2 separate regions of the Zea mays genome follow, and region 1 is linked to region 2. The links are chromatin contacts, called in public Hi-C maps. All regions are on one chromosome and are shown on one strand. Each heading gives the region's core, a stretch centred on a gene start, on an enhancer-like site or on the middle of the called end of the contact. The rest is flanking DNA. Distances are from core to core; before and after follow the strand shown.

Evidence for each region. Hi-C and Micro-C count contacts between places; a contact is called where the count stands out from the background.
Region 1: a contact with region 2 is called in a Hi-C map of ear, with 4 times the contacts expected there. The contact joins the enhancer-like site here to the promoter of LOC100274476 in region 2. A contact is called at or near these places in 4 of 25 Hi-C or Micro-C datasets (ear, endosperm, leaf and 1 more).

What each region holds. Positions count from the first base shown.
Region 1 is chr5:44,511,562-44,514,410 of Zm-B73-REFERENCE-NAM-5.0, reverse strand. No RefSeq gene overlaps it. Among protein-coding and RNA genes, the nearest start is that of MIR160b, 7.8 kb to the left of the region's middle. Within about 2 kb of position 1,575, at least 12 of the 20 cell types and tissues checked have an H3K27ac peak or open chromatin away from gene starts, as enhancers often do. A contact at or near this core is called in ear and tassel, where this site is marked.
Region 2 is chr5:44,363,972-44,366,709 of Zm-B73-REFERENCE-NAM-5.0, reverse strand. LOC100274476 (Patatin-like protein 6) reads right to left here and starts at 1,265. Exons shown (of 2, transcript NM_001148835.1): 1 at 288-1,265; 2 at 1-151. The coding sequence starts at 1,178.

The DNA of each region.
Region 1 (2,849 bases), core at 326-2,825, 150 kb before region 2:
ATCGATTAACATATCAACAACAGGACAATGTTGAGATTGAAGATCAAGACCTTCAGTCTTTTGAATCAACACCGAAAACGTACTAAATTGAGACACATAAAATGACAACTTCCTCACTTCTCAACTTCATTATTTTTAACAATCTTTTTTTTTTGAATCGGGGCTAGACACAGGTCCTTAAAATTCAAACATGAAAAAAACGACTATGACAAGTGAAAATGTATGATCTAATCCATTCTACATTTTCATGTTATATAATCTATTCTAATTCCTTACTTCAACTAGTGCAAAATTTCGTTTAACTTTAAAGTAACCTATTTGTCATACACAGCAGAAAAGACATTCGACGTTCAAGGTTACGCCTTCGATACACGGCTACATGTATATAATTTATGCCTTATTTGGAAAACATTATCCTCATATCTTTTGTCTAGGCATCCTAGTATATGTGGACTCATGCTACCAAAAATGTACTGTTTGCAACTCGACCTATTTTGCAGCGACCATTGCTGGCAAAGCCATCTCCAAACGCCTACACATACGCAACACAATATCATTATCGCCAAACCCAACAACTGGAAATGGGCGTAATCATCAACTCACCCGTGATTCCTGCCATCTGTTCCTATAGAGATGCATATATATATGGCTGCCCCTGTCATAGACCACCCGAGAAGATCAAACCCTGATCTCAGCTATCATTCTTGCATGCAGGTGTGGCTACTGTTAAATAACACTTGAGGGAACAATCTGTGAGCGTTACGTTTCCGGACAACGCCAAGGACAAAGAACAGGGACCTTTTTTTATCTCTCTCTACATATTTATATAGAGATATACAATAATATAAAACGCACGTCAAGAACAAGAACTAGTCAAACATAAAAGTTGAGCATCGGTTGGACCAACGCGCATCATGCATGCACATATACATTCGTCTTTCTAGGCCACTGTACACACTGTATTGTTTGACACAAAGGATAAAGCGAGACTTGTGATTCGGAACAAGCCTATGACCCGTGCGCTAGCAGGCAGTCACTAGAATCATTGCATGCCTCGGTGCTATATTCCATCGGCTTTCATACGTAGGGGCAAAATAAGGCTGATAAATGCTATTTGTTTATTAAATAAAATAGATAGGTACCCTTTTAATTTTTTTTTAAAAAAAATGAATTCTCATTTTTTTTAAAACTTAAATATTTTTAAAGTTTGTTAAATATATAAAAAAACAATGAATTCTGCGGTTGAGCCCCAGGGCAGGGCAGGGCAAGGTCAGATCACACCCTGTCACTCATGCTGTCATGCGGCAGACAGCCACAGCTAGCACACCGGCCAGCTACCAGGCAATGCAATGCACGCATGTGGCCCCCGGCCCGCCCGGCCGCTGCGCTGTGACTGTGAGCGAGATGGACCGATCATGCCGGCACGCGAATCGTTCTTCCAAGAAGAAGGCATCTCCGGCTCCACGTACGGCGTGCAGGCCGGGCGGGCGCCGGGCATAGTGGCGGTGACGGCGAGTGCTGAGGCAGGCGAGGACACTGGCTGCCGCCCCGCGCGGCCCGTGGCTGTGGCCAACCCAGCCATGCAGCTCGCAGCGCCGGCCATGCATCATGATGCTACGTCCCTGCCTGGCCGATCCAAGGCCTGCGCCTGCGCGCGTGTCGGCCGCCGGCGAGACACCAGCAGCCGGCCCGCTGGCCTCTGTGCTGACCTAACTTCACTGCACCTCTTCGATTGATCCGGGCCTGCACGCTTGTGCCGTTGTGCGGGGGCGGGAGCAGGCCGGCCAGGCCAACTGAAACTCTGATCACAAGACACACAGAACCTCCGGCCACCGGGCAAAGTACACAACAGCACTGCAGAACTCAACGTGTTTAGGACGCTGTATGCCCCCCGTTGCGCATCAACAAGTTATTACAGGTAGAGCTGCTCCAGGATGCTGCGCATGACTGACTGCATCTGCAGTTTATATGTACAGATGCTGAAGGAAAAGTAAGAGAAGAGATTGTACAGATAATGACAGTTTGTTTAGAAGATACAGACATTGTTAGTAACGACTAAAACAAGGGTATTGTTTGGTTCACATATTTATATTTGCAACGTAATGGATATTTATATTAGTAACATAATGGGTAATTTTCTTCGATAAAAGATGTTTTTATAAAAACACCAAGTACATTACATCAAAAGGATACAAAACCTTGGTATACAATTCTGGCTTATGCAAAACGTATACAGCCAGATAAGAAGGAAAGGGAAAAAAATCCTAAACCCAAGTCAGGAACAATCAATCCAAAGTCTAGATTGCCACCCTGTTCGAACCAGAATTGAGCGGCGGACTGTCCGGCCCTGAGGCCGGACGGTCCGCGGTCCGGACGGTCCGCGCCTGTGGGCCGGACGGTCCGCGCGTGCGCAGAACAGATTAGGGTTCCGAGTTTTGTGCTACGGTTGTTAGCTATATTCGCGGGATTAGCTCGGAATCAGTTGTGTAAAGGGTCCAGCCCCCCTCCTCTATAAATAGAGAGGTCTACGGCCGATTTGTAATCATCAACAATCGAATCAATACAACTTCTATTTCGCATTTTATCCTAGGAGTAGTTCTAGTCTAGTTTAGGTTTAGCCTTCCAATCCCCAATTCTTCGTCTCTCTTCGACTCTACGTCGATTAGAGGAGTCTAGGTCGGCCGGCCCGAGCCTAGACACCACCTAGGATCTCTCCTCCCCGACGGGGTCCCTCCCAGGAGCGAGATCCAGGCGCCGTCGGCGGTCTTCCGCCGCCCCTGCGCACGCGCGGACCGTCCGGCCCTAGGGCGCGGACCGTCCGGCCGTCAGGCAGGGAACTCGGGCTCCTG
Region 2 (2,738 bases), core at 16-2,515:
TCAGCTTCTTTCCCCTGAACAGCACCGACTCCACGCCCCGCTCCGCCAGCGCCGCCTCCGCCGTCTCGCCGGGCGCAATGCCGTTGCCCTGGATGCGGACGTAGTTGGTCGCTCTGCTCTCCCCGAACACCATCGACACGGCCTGGTCAACCTGCAAAACAAAACAATCCGCGCGCACTGTCAGTGTCAGTGTCAGTCTTGTCCATTCCATTTCGTTCCAGCTGCTGCGGCGGCGGCGGCCGCCGCCGCCCTTTTCGAGATAGAAACGGTCATCTAGGCAGGCTCACCATGTCGGCCTGGCAGGCTCCGGCGATGCGCAGGAGGCTGGAGGACGAGAGCCGGCCCAGCGAGGCTGCGGCGCGCCCGCCGAGGGACAGCACCACGAGATCTCCCGCGCCGGCGGCGAAGGGGAACTCGCGCTTGTTGTGCAGCACGTGCGTCAGCGCCACGGCGGTCGGGTTGGCCACGGCGGCCGACGCGCCGCCCCCGCCTGCCCCCGCCCCCGACGCGGCGCGCAGCCTGGTGCGCCCGTCCAGGGACGCCACCTCCGCGGGGCCCACGCCGCAAGCCGCCGCGCACACCTGCCACAGCGGGAAGTCGAACGCGTCGGCCTCCACGGCATCGGCGCGGGAGAACACGAACGGCGCCGCGGTGGCCATGTCGTAGCACGGGATCAGCAGCGGCTTGGCGGCGTCGCGCACCGTCAGGTCACCGAACACCTTCCGGAACGCGGCCTCGGGGCGCCGGAACGACATCAGGCCCCCGCCACGCCCGGACAGGACCTTCCGGTTCTTGGCCACGACGTCGCGCGCCGCCTCGGCGGGCATCCGGCACGCGAACAACGCCGCCGCGAGGAACCCGCCCGCGCCGGAGCCGGCCGCCAGGTCGAAGAAGTCCGCGACGCGCGCGGCGGGGTTGCCGGAGAGCTCCTGCAGGCGGCGCTCGAGCCGTACCAGCGCTGCGGCGGCCAGCGCGCCGCCGTCGGCACCCCCGTCGATGGACAGCACGCGGACGCGGCCCGCGGAGCACGCGCCGCCCTCCAGCGGCGACGCGCCGAATAGGAAGTTGGACTCGAGGATGGAGAAGATCTCCTGGCTGAGGCGGTCGGAGCCGCCGTTGTACGCCAGAGGGGACGGCAGCAGCGTCTGATCGAGCAGTGCGAGCGAGGCGGTGGCCATTTCCCTTGCGACGTGGAGTGAGACGGCTTCTTGTTTGCTCTGGTATCTGGTCTGTCGGCACCTGGATTGGGTCGCGGACGGAGAATGCGATTGATTGGGAAGGCAGGTGAGGCTGAGGTGAGTGTGCGGCACCGTCTTCCCGGCAGAATTTATACTGGAGCCGCGCACTCTAGCTTCCCGCCACGGCGCATGGTAGCACGCGCTCGTGCCCATTGACGCTGCTGAGCCGCGTGTCCTTTTCTGTCCTCGCTTCACCACTCAATGCTTCGGTTTTGTGGCGCGCTTGGTTTCTTTACGGACCTTTCCTCGCCTCTCCGGCTCTCCCCTTTTACCTCGCCCGGTCTTACCAGGGCGGCAGGTGGGCCATCTTGGTTCTCCTAAATTAGAGCTTAGTTACACGTACAAATAAATGAACATATGAAACATTATTTTGATGTTATATGGCACTGTAGATAAATATAGATTCTAAAATAAATGATGTTTTTCAACCATATTTTTTCTAAGGTCATCGGAAAAGCGAAAAAAGTGGAGGACAATAGTTTCCATCCAAGGGCTAGTTTGCAAATCTCTTTTTTTTTTCAAAGTATTTTCATTTTTCCAAAAAAACATGAACTAATTACATAAGTAACGGCGGGAAAGAAGAGAATTACAACACCAACATCAATAAAACAACATGGTTCAGCTACGATCCTCAGCCTAGTGCAAAGAACTAGGACAAGCACTACATTCCTAATAAACCAAGAACATAAAGGTTTGTTTAGTTAGAAGAGGGTTGAAGGGTGTTAACGGGGATTAAGGAGAAAATAGTTCATTTTCCCCAATCCCTTCTAACCTAATGGCTTGTTTGGTTGCATGTAGGTTAGAGGGGATCCAGTCGCAACATAATCCCTTTTTGAGCAAATGGTTATATTGCCCTAGATCCCCACTAATCTCCATGCAACAAAACAAGTCTTAAGGGGAATAAGCGTTTGGGTTTCCAGACTAAAGTTTAGTTCGTGCCACATTGAATGTTTGAATATCAATTACGTGTATTAAATATATGCTTAATTAGACTTAATAAATCATCTCGTTGGTTAGTCTTAATATATGTAATCATCTTTATAATTAGACTATACTCAGTACTCGTAATTGTCTTTTAAATATTCGATGTAACATGGACTAAATTTTAGTTTGGTAGAACCAAACACCCCTGCATCTAACAAGAAGATGAGTAAGTCAACATATTACTAGGAATACACAAAACAAGGTGGTGTGGTTTCTACGGTAAGCACACTCTAAAGAAAAATTAGGATTCTTCTATTGTAGCTAACTAGGACTAGAAACAATCATTTGTGGCTCTCTCCAACAATTTTCCCTACAGATCTCTCCAACTGTAATTTCTAATATATTTTACTACATCTCCTAAAAGATTCTCCTTCTACATATAGTTTGTATCCAACAATTCTCCTTATATAGCTACCATATACACTATAACTCAGTTAATTAACATGTATTTATCTTTTTTGAAAATTTAAAAATTCATACAACGTTTGTAGTACCATAATACATATTTTTATTATG